Regions from separate parts of the Hordeum vulgare genome. Here region 1 is linked to region 2. A link is a contact called in public Hi-C data. All regions are on one chromosome and are shown on one strand. The core of a region is the stretch at or near the end of the contact, and the rest is flanking DNA. Distances in the headings are between cores, read along the strand shown. Region 1 holds the start of LOC123400176 (UNC93-like protein 3). Region 2 has its middle 94 kb from the start of LOC123400024.

Evidence for each region. A called contact is a pair of places that touch in the nucleus more often than the background predicts.
Region 1: a Hi-C map of leaf shows a contact between it and region 2, with 2.6 times the contacts expected there. The contact joins the promoter of LOC123400176 here to the enhancer-like site in region 2. A contact is called at or near these places in 4 of 6 Hi-C or Micro-C datasets (leaf and seedling).

What each region holds. Positions count from the first base shown.
Region 1 is chr5H:96,084,795-96,090,442 of MorexV3_pseudomolecules_assembly, forward strand. It overlaps LOC123400176 (UNC93-like protein 3), which reads left to right and starts at 4,199. Exons shown (of 10, transcript XM_045094592.1): 1 at 4,199-4,562; 2 at 4,679-4,842. The coding sequence starts at 4,359.
Region 2 is chr5H:95,526,401-95,532,055 of MorexV3_pseudomolecules_assembly, forward strand. No RefSeq gene overlaps it. Among protein-coding and RNA genes, the nearest start is that of LOC123400024, 94 kb to the left of the region's middle. Within about 2 kb of position 4,346, at least 1 of the 3 cell types and tissues checked has open chromatin away from gene starts, as enhancers often do. A contact at or near this core is called in leaf, where this site is marked.

The DNA of each region.
Region 1 (5,648 bases), core at 2,949-5,448, 560 kb after region 2:
GTCGGATTGGCAACAGGCTTGCCGCTCTTCTTTGAATTACCTTTCTTGCCTTTGTCGTTTCTCTTGAAACTAGTGGTCTTATTCACCATCAACACTTGATGCTCTTTACGGAGTTCAGACTCTGCGACTTTCAGCATCGCAAACAACTCGCCGGGAGACTTGTTCATCCCTTGCATGCTGTAGTTCAACACAAAGCCTTTATAGCTTGGCGGCAGTGATTGAAGGATTCTGTCAGTGATAGCCTCTTGCGGGAGTTCAATCCCCAGTTCAGCTAGACGGTTTGAGTACCCACACATTTTGAGCACATGTTCACTGACAGACGAGTTCTCCTCCATCTTGCAAGCATAGAATTTATCGGAGGTCTCATACCTCTCGATCCGGGCGTTCTTCTGAAAGATAAACTTCAACTCCTGGAACATCTCAAGTGCTCCATGACGCTCAAAGCGACGTTGAAGTCCCGGTTCAAAGCCATACAAGACTGCACATTGAACTATTGAGTAGTCCTCCTTACGTGCTAACCAAGCGTTCCTAACATCCTGGTCAGCCGTAGCGGGTGGTTCATCTCCTAGCGCAGCATTAAGGACATAATCCTTCTTCCCAGCTTGTAAGATTAGCTTAAGATTACGAGCCCAGTCTACAAAGTTGCTTCCATCATCTTTCAACTTAGCTTTCTCTAGGAACGTATTAAAATTCAGGGTGACTGTCGCGTGAGCCATGATCTACAACACAAATATATTCAAAGTGGACTTAGACTATGTTCAAGATAATTAGAGTTTAACTTAATCAAATTACTTGCTAAACTCCCACTCAAAAAGTACATCTCTCTAGTCATTTGAGTGGTTCATGATCCACTTACACTAGCTCAAGTCCGATCATCACGTGAGTTGAGTATAGTTTCAGTGGTAAGCATCCCTATGCTAATCATATCATCTATATGATTCATGATCGACCTTTCGGTCTCATGTGTTCCGAGGCCATGTCTGCACATGCTAGGCTCGTCAAGCTTAACCCGAGTGTTCCGCGTGCGCAACTATTTTGCACCCGTTGTATGTGAACGTTGAGTCTATCACACCCGATCATCACGTGGTGTCTCGAAACGACGAACTGTAGCAACGGTGCACGGTCGGGGAGAACACAATTTCGTCTTGAAATTTTAGCGAGAGATCACCTCATAATGCTACCGTCGTTCTAAGCAAAATAAGGTGCATAAAAGGATTAACATCACATGCAATTCATAAGTGACATGATATGGCCATCATCACGTGCTCCTTGATCTCCATCACCAAAGCACCGGCACGATCTTCTTGTCACCGGCGCCACACCATGATCTCCATCAACGTGTCTCCATCGGGGTTGTCGTGCTACTCATGCTATTACTACTAAAGCTACATCCTAGCAAAATAGTAAACGCATATGCAAGCACAAACATTAGTATAAAGACAACCCTATGGCTCCTGCCGGTTGCCGTACCATCGACGTGCAAGTCGATATTATCTATTACAACATGATCATCTCATACATCCAATATATCACATCACATCGTTGGCCATATCACATCACAAGCATACCCTGCAAAAACAAGTTAGACGTCCTCTAATTTTGTTGTTGCATGTTTTACATGGTGACCATGGGTATCTAGTAGGATCGCATCTTACTTACGCAAACACCACAACGGAGATATATGAGTTGCTATTTAACCTCATCCAAGGACCTCCTCGGTCAAATCCGATTCAACTAAAGTTGGAGAAACTGACACTTGCCAGTCATCTTTGAGCAACGGGGTTACTCGTAGCGATGAAACCAGTCTCTCGTAAGCGTACGAGTAATGTCGGTCCAAGCCGCTTCAATCCAACAATACCGCGGAATCAAGAAAAGACTAAGGAGGGCAGTAAAACGCACATCACCGCCCACAAAAACTTTTGTGTTCTACTCGAGAAGACATCTACGCATGAACCTAGCTCATGATGCCACTGTTGGGGAACGTCGCATGGGAAACAAAAAATTCCCTACGCGCACGAAGACCTATCATGGTGATGTCCATCTATGAGAGGGGATATTCGATCTACGTACCCTTGTAGACCGCACAGCAGAAGCGTTAAGAAACGCGGTTGATGTAGTGGAACGTCCTCACGTCCCTCGATCCGCCCCGCGAACCATCCCGCGATCAGTCCCACGATCTAGTGCCGAACGGACGGCACCTCCGCGTTCAGCACACGTACAACTCGACGATGATCTCGGCCTTCTTGATCCAGCAAGAGAGACGGAGAGGTAGATGAGTTCTTCGGCAGCGTGACGGCGCTCCGGAGGTTGGTGATGATCTTATCTCAGCACGGCTCCGCCCGAGCTCCGCAGAAACGCGATCTAGAGGTAAAACCGTGGAGATATGTGGTCGGGCTGTCGTGGCAAAGTTGTCTCAAATCAGCCCTAAAACCTCCGTATATATAGGGGGAGGAGGGGGAGCCTTGCCTTGGGGTCCAAGGGCTCCCAAGGGGGTCAGCCTAGCCAAGGGGGGCAACCCTCCCCTTCCAAACCGAGTCCAACTAGGTTTGGAAGGAGGAGTCCTTCCCCCTTTTCCCACCTCCTCTTTTTTTTCTTTTCTATTTGATTTTCTTCCTATGGCGCATAGGGCCTTCTTGGTTTGTCCCACCAGCCCACTAAGGGATGGTGCGCCACCCCCAAGGCCTATGGGCTTCCCCGAGGTGGGTTGCCCCCCCCCCCCCCGGTGAACACCCGGAACCCATTCGTCATTCCCGGTACATTCCCGGTAACTCCGAAAACCTTCCGGTAATCAAATGAGGTCATCCTATATATCAATCTTCGTTTCCGGACCATTCCGGAAACCCTCGTGACGTCCGTGATCTCATCCGGGACTCCGAACAACATTCGGTAACCAACCATACAACTCAAATACGCATAAAACAACGTCGAACCTTAAGTGTGCAGACCCTGCGGGTTCGAGAACTATGTAGACATGGCCCGAGAGACTCCTCGGTCAATATCCAATAGCGGGACCTGAATGTCCATATTGGATCCTACATATTCTACGAAGATCTTATCGTTTGAACCTCAGTGCCAAGGATTCATATAATCCCGTATGTCATTCCCTTTGTCCTTCGGTATGTTACTTGCTCGAGATTCGATCGTCAGTATCCGCATACCTATTTCAATCTCGTTTACCGGCAAGTCTCTTTACTCGTTCCGTAATACAAGATCTCGTAACTTACACTAAGTCACATTGCTTGCAAGGCTTGTGTGTGATGTTGTATTACCGAGTGGGCCCCGAGATACCTCTCCGTCACACGGAGTGACAAATTCCAGTCTAGATCCATACTAACTCAACGAACACCTTCGGAGATACCTGTAGAGCATCTTTATAGTCACCCAGTTACGTTGCGACGTTTGATACACACAAAGTATTCCTCCGGTGTCAGTGAGTTATATGATCTCATGGTCATAGGAACAAATACTTGACACGCAGAAAACAGTAGCAACAAAATGACACGATCAACATGCTACGTCTATTAGTTTGGGTCTAGTCCATCACGTGATTCTCCTAATGACGTGATCCAGTTATCAAGCAACAACACCTTGTTCATAATCAGAAGACACTGACTATCTTTGATCAACTGGCTAGCCAACTAGAGGCTTGCTAGGGACAGTGTTTTGTCTATATTTCCACACATGTATATAAGTCTTCATTCAATACAATTATAGTATGGATAATAAACGATTATCTTGATACAGGAATTATAATAATAACTATATTTATTATTGCCTCTAGGGCATAATTCCAACAGCGACACCAGCCAAAGAAAACATATAGGGTCTTAATCATAAAAGTGAAACGTTTCCTCACTAAAGAAAGGACTGCGGGTTTATTAACAGAAAATGAAAGGGTCTTTTTGCAAAAATGCCATGACGGACGACCAGAAACCCTATTTACTTTATTTTTAGGGAGAGATTATATTAAAAAAACATATTTCTTGCATAAAGTTACGTAGAGTATATAGACAAATCACTAAGCTATGGATTCAAGAAAACTTGGAAAAATAAAACTTTTTTTTTGCGGAAGGAAAAAAGGCCACCTCTCTCTAGAAAATAAATCCACTCACCAAAATGATCAACATTATCAAAAAAGCCCCTGATATTATCTGGAAGGTAACAGGCTACCAATTTTTGCACTTGAGTCTTTTCTTATGCCACACAACTCCAGATTTTATTCACAGACACCCTTGAAACGTCACGAATTTGAAAAGCCCGCACCCTTCCCTCCCCAAATCACCGCACGCGAAAGCCAAGGATCCGGCAGTTGACTCCTCCCCCCAATCAGCCCGGCCGGCCGCTCCACACCGGCCGCCATGGACTCCATAGCGGCCGGACCCGAGCTCGCGGCGTCCCACGACGAGGAGGAGGCGGCTCCCCTAGTCTCCGTCCCCGGCGACGGCGGCCGCGGTTCAGGCACAGCGTCGCCGACCCGCGACCTGCACCTCCTCAGCTTGGCCTTCTTCTTCGTCTTCCTCGCCTACCACGCCGCGCAGAATCTCCAGAGCACCGTCAACACGGTACGCATCCTCCCATGCCAACAATTCCCCAGCGCACGCACGCACGCTCGGGCGCGACCGACGGTGGCGTGGCGATATGACTGATTGGCGCCGGCCGCCCGGGCTCTCGCACGCAGGACGGCAATTTGGGGTCAATATCGCTGGGGTTGCTGTACACGTCGTTCACGGCGTTCTCGGTCGTGGGTTCGCCGGTGGTGCGGGGGATGGGGTCCAGGCGAGCGCTCGTGCTCGGCACCTCCGGCTACCTCCTCTTCATCGCCGCCAACCTCGCCCCTTCCTGGTATGTAAGCTACCACCAAGCCGCTATCTCCGATTGCTTCTGCCGTAATTTCTCTGTCCTCGGTATATTCTTGTTGGTTCCGACATATCCCGAGCTGACTCAATCTGTGTGGCGAAGATTCATCCGAGTGACAGTGTAATTTGGCCGTGTAGGGGACGAAATAGGGGAACACATAGGTGGTAAAACGACAAATCTACTAACTAACTTGCCAGCTCAGCATTTGCTTTCCACTATGTCGACGTCCCTTTCGTGCTTGCCGTGCAAGCAAAATGAAATGCGTGACCCTACGCAAGATCCCAATGTAGCTGCATAATCTGATCCGCACGCAAATTTCAGTTTGTTCTGAATGAGAGTAAGAAACTCAATTCTCACTGCAAAAAGATGTTCGACATGTGCAACAAAACGTCACCAGATACAAATATGAGGCGGGCGGCCATCTGCCAAGTCAACCCACCTCGCCGGTTCTGCCCATGCGCACCTCAGGCCACGAAAAATGAGGGTTGGCGGATATTGTCGCCAACATTGTTGGTTGGCGCCTTTCCACTGAAAAGTTAGCAAGTACTACTCACTCTGTCATAGTTTATAAGACATGCACGTGTACCTAGATCGTCAATTTGACTTATATAAAATATGTTATTTAACATAAAAATTATATTATTAAAAAATAGAACATCTGAAGTTTCTAATGATATATTTTTTGTAATATATGTCTCTCATTAAGTTGGTTAAATTAATGACCTAGGTACACGTGCCGGACTTATAAACTGAAACGAAGGTAGTAATATGTTTTCCCTGTCCGAAGACAA
Region 2 (5,655 bases), core at 3,096-5,595:
TGAAACACACAAAGTTCTTTCCAAGTTATCCCTATCATGAAAGTGGAGTCTAACTTCCCAACTATCATCACACAAACTAGAAAAAAAGTTCTAATTAGTAACACAATACGTTGCATATGAATTTGAATAGAACTAAAACAGATCATATCATATGCTATGTAAATTAACACTAAAACATTGCATATTATTTTGAATTGATACTAATATGGAGAATAGAAATTTAAATTAACAAAAAATACTGCATATTAAATTGAATTAACACTAAAACCATCACTATTCTGTCTACCATATGAACACAACCCTAACCCTAACCCTAGAATGTAAAGAATACGAGGGGGAGAATAAGAGAGGAGGAAGCTTACTCCAACAACGACGATGTTGGTGTGCTCCGCAGGGTGGCCCGCAATGCAGTGGGACATGATTGGTGGCAAGATACTCCAACGATGGCGGTACTGGTCTACTCGACGGGTCCTGGCTATGGTTAGAGCTCCTACAGAACTCCTCGAGTGGCTTTGGATCTCCGCCGCCAACCAACCCTCCTGCACCATCCCAGCTTGCACCATCCACTCCGCCGTTGGTGTGAGAGGTCGCCATTGCCATGAACGAGAGAGAGAGATGGGAGATCGCTGCCAAGAGAGGGGGAAATGTCGAGAGGAGGGAGTAAAATGCAAGGAGGGCATAACCTGACCTATCGTCAACGATCGACGGCGTTAGTGACAGTTTCGTGACGTCACGTCACCAAAAATGGGCCTTACATGTCATAATCGTGCTTAAAACACTCCAACAAACTAGTTAGTGCTTTTTGAAAAAAATTAGACACACTTGGTGTGTTTTTTGCAAGGAATGTATACAAGAGTGTTTTTTGTCATCCTTCGCTTCAATGTGGTGGTTTTCTGCAATTAACTCTCTTTGTGGAGTAGCTACATGCACTGAATTATTGCATCTTCAGAGTTTTAATCACGAACTGTGTACCAATCTGGAACATGTTTATTCAGATTTCACAGGCAACAAAATCAATTTTCAACTTGTTTATTCAGATTTCGGAGGCTGCAACTGTGTTAATTTTTTATCAGTTCTAATCACAACTTCACCATAGTAGGTCTTTCGTTTTTTCTTAGTTACCTTTTTCAATTTTTGTCCAGCGATTAATGGTGTGATGAGTTTAAAATGGATCTTTGATGAATACTTTAGTATTCATTGTATCGTTGTGATGAATGCAATATTTATTGTTGTGGATATTAGTCGAGTTGGATTTTAGTTGAAGCTAAAATTTCTCGAGTTGTGTATATCAATTGAGTGGCACTCATGCTTTTTGTTTGACAACCCATTAAATCTTCCTTTTTCCCCTTATTTTTTGTGAAATAATTAAATCTTCCTTGAAATACTAAATTGCAAACTTCAAATATTCAATATTCCATGAAAAGTTATTTTATCTAGTTTTACAAATGCTCATACAATGTAAACATATACGTTTGTGTATATTTCATAAAACGTTTCATAGATGTAAAAAAATGTATGTTCTATTAAAGATATATTCACGATTTTTTGAAAAAAGTGATACAATGAAAAAGAATGTTTGCAAAATGTAAAAAATAACTTTTTTGTATCGCTAAAAGAATGTATGTGACATTTTGCAGAAAAATTCAAGCTATTGCGAAAAATCCGTTGATGTCTAAAAAATGGTTACACAATGTACGAATATTCCCATAGGTTAATGTTTTTTAATTCCACCAGAAACATTTACGTGACATTTAATTAAACATTCACGTATATCCAGAAAATGTTAGTACACATTTTAAAATGTTTAAACAATGTAAAAAATATTTGTGGAGTGTAAAAAAATGTTTGTTGTGATTAAGAAAATGCACGAGTGTATTTGAAAAATGCAACCCTGATTCAAAAAGTGTTAATAACATGTATTGTTTTGAATGTACATCATGTATTTGAAACATGTCCTAAAATATTTAAAAATATATTTCACATATCAAAAGTAGACATGTATTAAAAGAAGAAAAAATTGATCAAAACCAACAAAGAAAAAAAAATAAAAAACAAGAAATAAACAGAAGTACATCAAAGAAAGATAAACAAGTAAAACAAGTATAATAAGGAAAAAAATCAAAGGAAACCAATGAAAACCCAAAGAAAAAACAATATAAAATAAAGAAAAATAAAGCAGAGTGAGCGAACCTACAACTACCATGCACAAGCAGCCTGAGAGACTCCTCTGATGGTCAGGGCCTTCGCTCGCCCCGTATGCTAGCTTAGGTTATGTGGCCCAACTAGCATGGTTGCATGGCGGTAAGGGAATCACTGGCGCTTGAGAAGGATATTTTTAAACGAAGGATCTCTGTTGCGTCTGATTGCAAGATTGCCATTGATCATATCAGGCACAGGAATGCTACTCGACGTTAATGTGTATGAAGCTATCATAAGGGAAATTGTAGAGAGGTCTAGTTTTTTGAATCTTGTTTTTTAGCCTTAAATTTAGTAGTGTGAACTTCGAAGCTCACAAACTAGCGAAGCACGTACTCTCATTTGGGATTGGTCGTCATGTTTGGGTATGCAATCCGGATGATCTTTCTTTCGTTCCTGTAAACCTCGTGACGACTTAAATAAAGAGCTTCGAGAGTTTGCCTAAAAAAAGTTTAGTATCATTTTCTTACACGGGAGCTATTTTTCGCATTAAGCGATTTAAATGGGGTCGATTGCTGAAGCATCAACAGTGACGGGCCGGCCCATCAGCTTTCACCGTAAAGAAAAATAATAAGAGAAGAAAAAGGACGAGTCAAGAATCAATCCGGTGATCTCAAGATATTAGGCAAACGCTGCTTGCCACTGCGTTAGCTCCCCATTTCATGATAACAAACAGGAGCGCGACCTACTTAGAGGGAAAACATTTGATTTTTCATTCTTTTTTACATTTTCTTTTTCTCTTGTTTCTTTTTATTTTTGATCTTCTCCATTTTCTTTTCATTCTTTCTTGCATTTTGTTTCTTCGTTTTTTCTTGCAATCTGTTTATTTTCCTTTTCTGTTTTTCTCTCCTCCAGAATTTCTTTTTTTCTTATATTTGTGTTTCATTTTCGTTCTACATTTTTCGTATACGTCAAAAACATTTTTCAATAAGTGATCAATATTTTTTATATACAGGTTCACAATTCTCCGAGCTCCTTATGTTTTTTTAATACTTCTTCAACAATTTATTACTTGTTCAACATTTTTAAAATACATGTTTAACATACTTTAATACCTATTCAACATTTAAAAATTCTTTTTCAACATTTTTAATATTTATTATATATTTTCAAATACTTTATATACATTTTCAATACTTATTCAACATTTTAAAATATTTTTGAACATTATTCAAATTCATGTTCAATATTTTTATATGCATGATCAACATTTTTAAAATACTTACTCAACATTATCCAAATAATTGTTCAACATTTTAAAAATATTTGTTCAACATTATGTAATACTTGTTCAACATTGTTGTAAAATTCTTGATTAACATTTTTATTTACATGATCAACCTTTTTTAAAATACTTCATCAACATTTTTCAAATACCTATTCAACGGTATTCAAATACTTGTTCAGCATTTTTAAAATAATTGTTCAATATATTTCAAATGTTTGAATTGATTTTTTTTATAATACATACATTTAGTATATTGTAAAGTATAAACAAAAACAAAAAAAAGTAAAAAAAAGAACAGAAAACAGGAGCTCGGGCCATTTAGGTTCGTCCCCTCTCGCTGAAGGCGAGATATAGGGTACCACATTTATTAGCGAATTTCTTCCTGCGAACAGGCCGATCACAACTGCTATTCCTATTTAACCGGAATCATTAGTTGTTATGCTTTGTAGATGTCACTTTTGATGTTCTCTGGTGCGGACAAGTGACGCACTTGATGAGCGTCATTTGTCGCACCTTACGAGTATTTTTTTTCATACGTTAGTCTATTCACAATGTTTTATCTATTGAACCGTGCGTCTCAATAAGGAATCGCTTTATCATTTGATTTCCCGTATGGAAATCTTTGAAAATATACACCATGTGAATAATTTTTGACAACTTTTTTCATGTGAAAACAAAAAAAATAGATAAACGAATACCTAAAAAATAAATATAAAAAACAAAAAACAAAATGGCAACAAAAAAAAAACTAATATCAAAAAAGAAAGAAAGAAAAGGAGCCCGGAGCACAGTCGTGTTTTGTCTTTTTCAGGCAAACGAAGTTGTGTTTTTCATATTTTTCGGAAAGCACAAGTTGTGCTTCTTGCTAAAAGCACAATCGTGCTTTTTGAAAAAGCACATGCTATTTTTTTCTCCTCTTAGTAAAAGCACAAATTTGACACATATGTTTTGAGAAGCATGGGTCTGCGTCACAAAAATAGAAACTAGGGGAAAATCAACAAAGCCAAAAAAGCATCTAAACCCCAACAACATGTGAAGAAAAATAAAAACCAAAATCAAAATAGGGTGCCAGCAAGCGACACATATCGGGACCACTTGGTGCGCTCCAAAATCAGAAATGTGACCCTTGCAGAGGCCCGTAGTAGGTAACCTTTGGTTAGTTGTTTGTACGTATGTTGAAAGTCGTCGACAAAGTTGGCATCTTCTATTGGTCGCAATGTGATTTTGAGCTAACCCAAGTAGACCATGCTCCCTCTTCCTATTTGGGAAGGTGATAGAACCTTTCTAGACCATATTTTTTGTTCATTTGGTCTTTTGTTTTATTTTATTTTTGTTCTCTCTACTGTCTTTTAGTTCATTTACTTTTTATTTTCTTATTTTTTTTATATTTTTTTATTTTCATTTTGAAAACATCTTTGTAATTCATAATATTTCTTGAAATCATGAAGATTTTTGGAATTCATAAACATTTATTTAATCATGAACAATTTTGAAATCGTGAACATTTTTTAATTTGCGGGCATTTTTCATGAATTCATAAGTATTTTTGATATTATGGACAACTTTTGGAAACATGGATGCACTTCTTGAAGTGGATTTTTTTAATTCAGAAAGATTTTTTGTTGCAAACATTTTTTGAGTTCATATTCTTTTTTGGATCGTTGAACTTTTTTAAAAAATGGAACATTTTCTGAATTTTGCGAACATTCTTTAAATGTCTGAATATTTTTTTCAAAATTCATGACATTTTTTATTTTGTGAACAGTGTTTCAATTCATGAACATTTTATAAAACGTTCGAACTTTTTTCAAATTCATGAACATTGTTTGCATGTCGAGGTCCACCCGTCATGGTCCCTTGCTTCAAGTCGCGCAAGTGCACACCATCCGGTAACATCGAATGGCACGGAGAGCCCACGGGAGGAAGCCGCGTGAGGCCAACGCCAAAGGTATGGCGTAGAGGGCCTTCTCGCCTGGACCGCATGCTTCAGTAAACATTTATCCTCACGCGAGCTAGCGTCGTGGACTTCATGCACGACCCGACTGTCACAACTGAACTAGCCCAGTGTGGGGCGATGATACTGCCAAGCGGGCCTAGCATTTACGTGGTGCGCGAGTAGTGTGCATGCCTTGGTTCGCGGGCACGCTCGAAGTCACCCCAAGACAGGTGGCCCCTAGCACGCCCGCGGTCCAACCATCATGGGCCGTCGAGGCAGGTCATCCGGGCACACG